2 separate regions of the Muntiacus reevesi genome follow, and region 1 is linked to region 2. Evidence: chromatin contacts called from public Hi-C data. All regions are on one chromosome and are shown on one strand. Each heading gives the region's core, a stretch centred on a gene start, on an enhancer-like site or on the middle of the called end of the contact. The rest is flanking DNA. Distances are from core to core; before and after follow the strand shown.

Evidence for each region. A called contact is a pair of places that touch in the nucleus more often than the background predicts.
Region 1: a Hi-C map of blood shows a contact between it and region 2, with 4 times the contacts expected there. The contact joins the promoter of VAMP4 here to the promoter of PRRC2C in region 2. A contact is called at or near these places in 2 of 3 Hi-C or Micro-C datasets (blood and muscle).

What each region holds. Positions count from the first base shown.
Region 1 is chr5:85,495,412-85,500,871 of mMunRee1.1, forward strand. VAMP4 (vesicle associated membrane protein 4) reads right to left here and starts at 1,626. Exons shown (of 9, transcript XR_010663303.1): 1 at 1,442-1,626.
Region 2 is chr5:85,308,466-85,314,185 of mMunRee1.1, forward strand. PRRC2C (proline rich coiled-coil 2C) reads left to right here and starts at 3,622. Exons shown (of 35, transcript XM_065935693.1): 1 at 3,622-5,720.

The DNA.
Region 1 (5,460 bases), core at 376-2,875, 180 kb after region 2:
TAGAGCTCTTCAATCTACAATATTTCTGTCACGCACATCCGGCATCTGACCCATTTTATTCCTCATACTTCGATTTCTGAATAATTCATTCATGCAGAAATGTTACAGAAAGTATGGAGAAACAGATGACAAAAGAAGCAACCAACGGACTCGAGCTTTTAATTATACCTGTATTTTATTTATATTTTAAACCCTACAAAAGGGCTGCTTCAACATCCAAAAGCAAACAGCAGGCAGACTTACATAACATCTTTGTGAAACGTACAGTAAAACTACAAGTTTAACGATGAGCAAACCCAAATTCAGGGCCCATAATCCAAGAATCAGCTTCGTGAAGGCACAAAATCAACGACTGACAAACATAAAAGCCATCAGCAAAGCAGCAGGCAGATTATTAACTGCACTTAATAATCAGGGCAAATGATGATATTTGCACCAGACAACTAGTAGAAATAAACCATGCTCAGAAATTGGACTTACACATATTCTCCATAGATCTCCCTGCCCAAAATACATATAAATTCAGGTGTTTGTGTCTAGGTATATATGTAAACAACAGAACCTTCAGTGATGCATTTCAACATCACCAATACATTTTTCTAATGTCACATCACCATAAGCTTATGCCATCATCATACGTTCACAATTTCCTGTATTTTTTGAAGAGGCAGTACGTAATATACTTCTAACCTGTTGTTTAGTAATTGTTGGCTTCTTTTTTGCTTTACCCAAACAACAAGCAAACCAAAACCCCTAGTATTTCATTTTACAAAAAGCTTGAAATCTGTAGAGAGGGCTCCTTTTCCCCAGCCTCCGTTCCCTTTCTGATTCCTCTTCCTAAACTCTCATCAGCAATCTTGCTTGGTGCAGTTTCACGGAAATAAGTGACTTGGATGGACACAGCCTGGAGACATTCTTCACAAAAGCTGTCAAAGTGTTAACGATTCACCTCACCCTTCCGGTCATTATAAACGCAACGCGATTGGCGCGCTCTCTCCCCAGTCTTTGAATAAAGAAACAAATCTATCCCTCCTGCAAGCAGCACCGTTCACCCGCCCCCGCATCAGTCGCACCGGGTCACGTCCCCTGCCATCTGCTCCTGACTCTCGTCCCTTCTACCCCAAGATACGCACTCACATTCCGGGCTGCCTCCCACTCTTCTTCAGTCTTCCCTATTCCCTCCGCTGTTGTCCTCCCATCTCCCCAGAGCACCCTACAATTCCTATTCTTCTCCCCCTTAACCGCCCCTCATTGAACACCCAGGTCCCGATCGTTCTTCCTCGGGGTAACCCGCCCGTCCGACCCCAGCCTTTCCCACTCTGCGACCCCCGAGGCCGGCCCCTCAGCCCGACGCGGACGTTGGGGGCGGTGGGGCACGGACGTCGTCTCCGTTTCCTTCGCACATCCGCCCCTCCCGTCGGGCCCAGGAGGACGGGCGTACCTGAGTCTCCCGGGGAGCTCCCGGCAGCTCTCCGGGCGGGCGGCGCTGGACGGGCGGGGGAAGGAGTGGGAATCGGAAGAAGAGAGCGGGGAGGGGGAGACAGTGGGCGCGGACCCGGCGTCGGCCGCTCAGCCGCAGCTGCGCCCCCGCTCATCGAGCCGATCGGCCCTCCCCAGCCTGGCGCCAGGCGGAGGGGGCGGGTCCAGGCCGCGGAGATCGTCGAGGGAGTCGATTTCCCCTTCAGCTCTCCTCTTGGAGGCCGCGGCGGACGCGAAGCTTAGGCCTAGATGCTCCAGGTGATTTTATCTGTTCAGGGAGGAAACACAGTCGCGGGTTCCCGGGTCCCAGCCGAGATCGGGCGTTCCGGGGAGGTGGAGGAAGGTCTGAGAAGTCACCTGGCGCGGGGCGCTGAAGGCCTGCTCGAGACGGGTTGATGAGGCGTTAGTAAGGCGGTGCTTTGTGCGGGGTCCGTCCGCCGAGCTAATGCAGATGTGCCAAAAACCCGGGCGGCTCGAAGCCTGAGGACTGGCCTTTTCTGAAGGAAGGAGATCTGTGTGATCCCTTGTTTATAGCATCAGAGTTAGACGTGTAGATCTCCAGGGTTACTAAACCCGTCTCCCTATTTTAGACTTTAGGAATCTCTCGTACAAAGAGATTTCCTTGAGGTTGCCCAGCTCGTTGGACATTTTTGCGTCTAGGTAGGACTCCGTGTTCTCTGCCCAGTATGCTGTAGAGTTCTAACCTAAAATGCCTGGGTCCAAACACCACGCAGGCACCGGAGCCTTATAGTGGGAAATCAACCTTGCACGTCCATTCTTCTGTTCTCTTGACAATGTCCACCTCCTATCCCCCCGAGTTAGTGGTTTATTTAAGTCGATAGTGCCTTGGCATAATAATCCAAAACGGTTCCAGTATTGTTTTTGTTTGGTCTTGTATTATGCATCCCTCCCAGATAGGCCCCAGCTGGATTTTAATTTTTTTTTCTAACTTTTTTTTTCCTACATGTCATTTTTACCAAATATTTTTAAGTTCTTTGTTGAATAGTGTTTTGATTTAGTGCATATTCAAGCCAAACAAACACTAGATGAAAGATACCTTGGTTGTCACTGAGCACCGGCTGGGCTCCCTGTGTTATATATAGCAGTTTCCCACTAGCTGTCTCTTTTACCACATGGTAGTATGTATATGTTAATGCTACTCTCTCAGTTCATCCCACCCTCTCCTTCCGCTCCGTGAAAAGCTTTTTTTTTTTTTCCCCTTCATGTGTGCACAAACCCTTTGAGTCTGCACTAGATCTTAGGATTCCAGCACTGAGACCGGGGCTCCAGAGATGCACCTCAATCACGTCCTGAGCCAACGTCAGTATCTATGTGCACAGAGGTAGTTCTACCTGCTCTTGATTTTCCAGACTGCTCGTGATTTTCCAGACTGCTCTTGATTTCAGTGATTGTATTTTTTGGTTCCAGAATTTCCATTAAAAACAGATTCTGATCCCCTGGAGAAATTCTTTTATCTTTTTGTCATTTTGGGGGAAAATTTTTAGGGGGGTGGCTGTACTGTGCAGCATGTGGGATCTTAGTTCTCCGACCATGGATTGAGCCCATACCCACCCATTGAGCCCATTGAGTCTTAACCCCTGGACCACCAGGGAAGTCCCATTTTTGAATATTTGAATCGAAGACCTTGCTTGTTAATCTAATACATGAATTACCTGTGGGCTGGTTTCTGTTGTGTATTTTTTTCTTGGATTTTGGTGCTTTGACTCTCATCTCTGCTGGGTAGGTAAAGTTGCTAAGCAGAAAACTTCTGAAAAACAGTGGTTTTCTCATCCTAACCTCCTACACCAAGTATTACAGCTTCCTAATTCAGCAAAATTTTGAGGGGAAACCATCAGGGTCCCTCAGTTCTTCCTTCCTTTCTTCTTTCTGAAATCCTGGCTCTCCAAGATTTCAGTTTTGTCTCTTGAGTCCTGTGAGAATCCAAAATATAACTGTTTTTTTTTTCTTTTGCCCCTCTCCCAATGATGACCCTTGATCCAGGCAAAGCCCAGGTGCTCAGCCTTCTACTGAGAGTCAGTAAGCACCTCCAGCTGGCCAAGGAAAAAACTCTCCATTTTGCAGTTCCCCCTGTGGAATCTTGGCCCCTCCAGCCTCGATGCTCTAGCAGCTCTTGGATTGCTTTATAGAGATGCTGTTTGTATTATCTGGCTTTCCCATTTATTCTTAGAGAATTGGTGTGTCTCAGTTTACTCCATCAGACCTGAAAGTAGAATTATATCCAAGCCACTCTTACATTACTATAAAGAGATAAGCTACTTGCCATGACTACACAAGAAAATGAGAAGGAGGGGTTTCCAAAAGGAAGAATTTCTTATGCTCTCACATACAGGCGGGTACTTAGAACTCATTACTTATTATAGACTCTGACTCGGGAAGGGGGGAGGGGAGGTGAAGGGGGGTGAGCCAGAATGAGAAGATTCTGGTTTCTTTAGGCAATGAAGGCACATTCAGTCAGCATTGTTTAACCAGAAATACTTGCGTCAGCTCTGCTTCTGCCACATATTACAGAGTTGGTAGAAAGACAAGTAGGGTGTCCTTTTACATTTTTCTCCCTATATATACATGTATAGGCTGTAGCTAAACCTTTTTGTGCATAATATGTACACATTTACTATTTTCCTTTATCAGACTTATGAATGTTTTTATGGTTTTCATTTTTAATCTTTTTTTTTTTTTCAGCAAAGAAAATATCACATACTCTGCTCACGCTCATTTCAAAGCCTGTAACACAATCCGTGAAGTTGGTCTCAGAGTCACAGTCACACTTCACTGACATCAGAAATCACAAGGGTTCCTTTATCATAGTTCCTTGCTTTAGGTGCTATTGTCACAAATGGCATATGAGCAGTTATTTAGAAGGATCAAAATACCTCAAAATACCATCAAAATACCTCAAATAGATACATTTCAAAATTTCTTCACAGGATGAAAAGTTAAAATGAAAGAAATCTTTCCGTACCAAGTTTTTAAAAAATATAATCAAGTTATCTCTATGGATCAAGTTGGTCTCTCTTGTTTATTCTTTACGTAATTAGAGATTTAAGGCAGTACCAAAAGGAAAAATTCTCATGACCATGAAGAATCATTCAAGGCCATCCTATTAAATGAAAGACTCTGTATATACACATATACCAAAAACCTTGGCAATCTTGTGAATAGGGACCCCTTATTATTAATAAAATCATATCTCTAAATGCCTCAGAATAAAATATGCAGAATTATAAAGGAAATTTATAATATTACAAAACATTTTAAAAGCAAAATTTGTGATATGCAAAGATACATACTTCTTTATCAACTCAAAATTTAAAAAATCTAGTGTCAGGAGTAACATCTACCATTATTTTGAATTAGTAATGAGCAGTATTTCAGGATATCTGATTGTAATGTGATATGAAAATCTTAGTGATTTCTATTGGTGACACAGTCACTAGCACTACTGAGTGGTTTTAAGGGGTTCCATTTATAGTTGAAAGTGAAAGTGAAAGTCACTCAGTCGTGTCCAACTCTTTGCAACCCCATGGACTACACAGTCCATGGAATTCTCTAGGCCAGAATACTGGAGTGGGTAGCCTATCCCTTCTCCAGCAGATCTTCCCGACCCAGGAATTGAATGGGGGTCTCCTGCATTGCAGGTGGATTCTTTACCAACTGAGTTATATAGTTGAAGGAATTAACAATTTGTTAAGAGATTACTGAAAATAAAGATGTAATTTCTTTCCCATCCAAATTCACAGACCCCTGAATTCTATCCATGGGTCATCAAGGGTCCCCCAGTTTGGAACTCATGCTTTAAGTATTTCATCCTCCCTTGCAGAGTGGATGGTACTGAGGGTAAAGTTTCTGAGCAAAGAATAAACAGCTGTTTCTGCTCTGATACACCCAGGCACAGAACGTTCCCCCTCCTGATTAGAATACTTCTTATTAACACGCTCATAGCTCTGCCTTGCCCAATGTCTT
Region 2 (5,720 bases), core at 2,372-4,871:
CAGACCACCTGACCTGCCTCCTGAGAGACCTCCTATGTAGGTCAAGAAGCAACAGTTAGAACTGGACATACAACAGTCTGTTTCCAAATCAGGAAAGGAGTACATCAAGGCTGTATATTGTCACCCTGCTTATTTAACTTATATGCAGAGCACATCATGAGAAATGCTGGACTGAATGAAGCACAGGCTAGAATCAAGATTGCCAGGAGAAATATCAACAACCTCAGATATGCAGATGACACCACACTTTTGGCAGAAAGAGAAGAACTAAAGAGCCTCTTAATGAAAGTGAAAGAGGAGAGTAAAAAAGCTGGCTTAAAATTCAACATTCAGAAAACTAAGATTATGGCATCTGGTCCCATCACTTCATGGCATAGATGGGGAAACAATGGAAACAGTGACAGACTATTTTGGGGGGCTCCAAAATCAATGCAGATGTTGACTGCAGCCATGAAATTAAAAGACGCTTGCTCCCTGGAAGAAAAGTTACAGCCAACCTAGACAGCATATTAAAAAGGAAAGACATCACTTTGCCAACAAAGGTCTGTCTAGTCAAAGCCATGGTTTTTCCAATAGTCATGTATGGATATGAGAGTTGGACTATAAAGAAAGCTGAGCGCCAAAGAACTGATGCTTTTGAATGGTGGTGTTGGAAAAGAGTCTTGAGAGTCCCTTGAACTGCAAGGAGATCCAACCAGTACATCCTAAAGGAAATCAGTCCTGAATCTTCATTGGAGGGACTGATGCTGAAGCTGAAACTCCAATACTTTGGCTACCTGATGCAAAGAACTGACTCATTGGAAAAGACCCTGGCACTGGGAAAAAATGAAGGCAGGAGGAGAAGGGGACGACAGAGGATGAGATGGTTGGATGGCATTATTGACTTAATGGACATGAGTTTGAGTAAGCTCCAGGAGTTGACGATGGACAGGGAAGGCTGGCATGCTGCAGTCCATGGGGTCGCAAAGAGTCGGACACGACTGAGTGACTGAACTGAACTGAATTGAAAGGATTCAGAATAGTGCTGGCCACCATTAAGCATGTGATAATTTTTTTTAAGTTTTTACTGAATTTGTTACAATATTGCTTCTATTTTATGTTTTGCTTTTTGGTCAGGAAGGATGTGGGATCCTGACCAAGGATCAAACCTGCACCCCCTGCATTAGAAGGTGAAGTCTTAACCACTGGGCCACCAGGGAAGTCCCAGCATGCAATAATTTGCAGCTATAACAGGGTTACATGCAGTAGTTAATGCAGCACTAACAGCCAAGTGAGAAACAGCACTGATGTGTTCAGTTACTGCCAGGGGCTCCTTAGGCCAAACTTCTTGGTTTTCTGCAACCTGGCTAACTCCTCAAGATTAAAAGAGCCTTCTCTGTTTATCAGACATGGTTCCCTTCCTTTTATATGTATACATGCTAAGTCGCTTCAGTCATGTTTGACTTTTTGAGACCCAGCGGGCTGTAGCCCGCCTCTGTCCACAGGATTCTCCAGGCAAGAATACTGGAGTGGGCTGCCATGTCCTGCTCCAGGGGATCTTCCAGACCCAGGGATCAAACCCGTGTCTCTTATGTCTTGGCAGGTGAGTTAGTGTTCTCCAGAGAGGGCATCTTCTCAGCAGATCACAGAGATCAAAAGGAGACTTTAATGTAGAAGAACTTTAGAACTAAGATCTATGTCTCTGCTTCATTGTGGCCAGCATAGGGTAACTAACTGCCCCATTCTGCCCTGGACTGTTTCCTGGATCATGGGACCTTCAGTACTAACACCATGACAGTCTCATGCAAATTGAGATGACTCATCATCCTGGCATTTTCCAAGGTCGGGCAGGTGGCCTGATAATATGTAGCCTAACAGATGGTGGGATGGTTAGACAGCATCACTGACTAAATGAACATGAATTTGAGCAAACTCCAGGAGATAGTGGAGGACAGAAGAGCCTGGCATGCTACAGTCCATGAGGTTGCAAAGAGTCAGACATAACTTAAGTGATTGAACAACAACAACAATAAATTTTATTAATATTATAATGATTAAGACTTTCCAATTAAAACTCTCATGTAGGTAATAATGAACATTGAAATGAGGAGTTTCATTTCATTGCAATTTACCCAGGCTGTTAAAAACTTTGAGAAGTTTTTTCTCAATTCTCTTTGAATCACTATTCCTCTTTTCTTTATAAAGTTAACAATGGTCCAATCCTTCGAGTATTGTGCTTACTATTAATTCCCATTTGAAGCAATTAACTCACTGATACTCACAGCAACACAAAGAACTATTTCTGAAATAACTGTTTAATTAACCCCAGCAGAAATAAGAATGGAGAATACAAAGAAACAGAATCTGAACTGGGCATGAAATTTTGTACCACATGAAATTCTCTTCTTCCATAGAAGCCTAAAGGTTATTCAAAATATCTAGTTCTAGTGCTAACAAAGAAATGTACTATCATGAAACAATGCCATTTGCAGCAACTGTGGATGGAATTAGAGATTACCATACCAAGAGAAATAAGTCAGAGAAAGACAAATATCATATGATATCACTTATATGTGGAAGCTAAAAAAAAAGATGCAAGTTAACTCATTTTCAAAGCAGAAACAGACTTAAGACAAAACAAACATGATTACCACAGTGGAAGGGGTGGGGGAGGGATAAATTTGGAGTTTGGGATTAACAGATACATACTACTTTATATAAAATAGATAAATGAACTATATCTTATAATAACTTATAATGGAAAAGAATCTGAGAACACAGATGCATATATGTCAATTAAAAAAAAGAAATGTATTATCAACCTTACTTCTTTTCATTACTATGTGGCAATAAATGATTTGAATTCGTGGTTTCATTTACACATTTTATATACAACTGGTTGGGCAACAAAAAAGTTAAAAGTGACTTATACTTTCAGAAATGCTTCAGGTAGCAACCAAAGTTAAAATTTTAGACATGATAACTGAGTACTGTATTTATGTTTATTAGCAACATCTCAAGTTTCTCTTATCTGGCCTAAAACATTTAGAAATCACCTTTTCTGTGTTTTCAATTACCACCTGCCTAGCTTCTTTGTAATCATTTCTACTTTGCATTCCCTAAATCTCTCCCTTTCCTTTTGGCCTCTGGATCCTTGCCCTATAACATTACTCACTTCCTGACATCGGTGAGTAACTTCCAACCTGAGGCAAAACTGTAAACCAGTTAAATCTGTTTTCTCCATCTCCTTCCTCTTCCCCTCCTTTTTTCTCCATGATATTCTCAGTTCATTAATGACATACCCTCTTGACTTAAATTCACTGCTCCAAGAACTTAGTTTCCCTTCTCAGCTAAGAAAATTCTGGGGGGTGGACAGTAAATCCCAGTTATTCAAATTTCTTTGACACACAACTTGCAATAAATGAACAATGCTTTTAGCCAAAATGTACCTTTTATTCCATTATAAGAAAGGGCCTGCTAAGCAAATTTAATAATAGTCTGATAAATAATGAAAATCTTTAAAGTAATATTCCATTATTTTATACATAATGGAATATTTTTATATAACATTCAATATATTTAGTATATAACTTCTTAGAAGTTCACAAAAGTAATTTTTCAAAGCACTGGCAATATATTTTCTTTATTGGCAAAATTACAATATCTGTTGAGGTTTATAAAATGAGCTTACAATTTCATTCAGTATTTGGGAATTATAGTTTTCATTACATCAGGCTCATACTATTTCACAATTTACTAAATATGATTTGCTGATCTATTGGTGAAAGGAAACTAAAATTTTCAGGTGCAAGCAAACATTTAAGAAACACCATTACTAATGAAGCATGAAACCTTCATTGGTTCTTTTATTTTTCATCTCATGCCTCATAAATTTTCAGTATCTACAGGTGTACAGATTCAATCCCAATGAGAAGGGTAGAAACTCAATGAAACCATTAGCAAATAAGGCTGGACAATCACAAACAAAGTAGGTCATATTGTTTGGAGAATCAATTTGTTTTCAGTAAAAAACTAGACTGCCCTTATTTCATATATCAATTGGCAATTTGATAATGTTATCTTAATGTTTAAAAAGCAGAACAGAAAATTAAATGTATGTTTTCATTCAAACTGTCACGAAAACATTTTTGCTATGACAAATTTATCTACACACCAAAAGGGTGTTAGGGGAGATTTGCAAATAATCCAAAACAAAATAAAACTTTTTAAAGAGTACTACTTGGCTTTGGACATTGTACCAATACCTAGTGATGGCAGTCAGATTTTCCCCAAGATATTTGAAACAGGGATAATAAGACCGCTTCCTGAAAGTTAAACTTTAAGATTATATACAATGGATACAAGCAGAAGTAGGCAAAGTCACCTTTAAAATGCAAACTTGCCTGACTTGATTGTGACTTGATTTTTATTGAAGAATATTGCTAAAAGGTTTGGGTAGCCATGGAAACAGAGAAAAGAGCATACAGAGGCACTTGAGGGCCAGTGTCCATCCAAATGCTGTCAGGAGAGAAGAAGCCCAAATCAACAGAGCAGCAAAATGTCTCTACTGTACTGGAGATCAATATATAAAGCTGCAACTATTGGAAACTGAGTATTTCTATTTTGGGGACAAAACTGTCCTGTCATGGAGATAGATGAATCAAGAACAGTCTATACAAACAACTCAGCTTGTTCTGAATTTGTGCTCGATCAAGCAACCTTCTGATAATGTCTTTGGTTTCCTGAGTAAGTTTGTCTACATAGAAAATGCACTGGCTTTCCATCATGAGTATTCAGGTATACAAATTACAGCTCTTGGAAATGAATATCTGTTCTGGCTGCACATGCCAATCTCCTGATCTTGGTTAAGGTAAGTTCGTCTGATTGCTGGAGCTGTTTTATATTGCTAATGAAAGATACTTCCGTTCTAACATACTTCAGACAACATTCTAGAGTATTCTGGAAAATTCACCGAAGTAAGGCTTCTTGTCTGCTTGAAGGCAGCCAACAGGCCTTTCCCTGGCTACACCAGCCAAGCACTTTCATTTCAGAAGATCATTGATATCAATGGTGTGGGGGCTGAATGCCTGTGGTTTACCTCTCATTATTTTATTTGTTCCAACACTGCTACAGTGACAATTTCATAATCATAATGGTGTAGAAGACAGCTAACCTGTTTGAGCTTTATTTAAAGCCTAAAAAATGGAATCTTTTAAAACCGGAAACACAATGCTACGTAGTTACACATGCATGCACACTATATATACATATATATGCACTGCATATATGTACTCACACATTTATCATTTGTTTCTCATAACAATTTTATGAGTCATGAATTTTTTTCATTGCACATTGAAACTCTTTCTGAGACTTCTCGACTGTGGTTCAGAGATTAAGACTATGCCTTCCAACGTAGGGGTAAGGATTCAGTCCTTGATGGAGTCCCACACGGCCGTGGGTGCAGCCAAAAATTTTAAAACAAAAAAAACCAAACCATTTTTCTGACTGTAAAATCTGGGTACTATAGAAAGGTGAACATAACATTTTTTTAAAAATCTGATGGCTCTAAAAACTATTAATGTGTTTGCCATTACAAATAGTTCAGAATACATTTTAAAGCTTTTTTCTATAAATATGCATATGTGGTTTTTTTCTTTTTTTTTTTTAAATTTTATTTTATTAGTTGGAGGCTAATTACTTCACAACATCATATGTGTTTTTTAAATATGTGTGTTTTT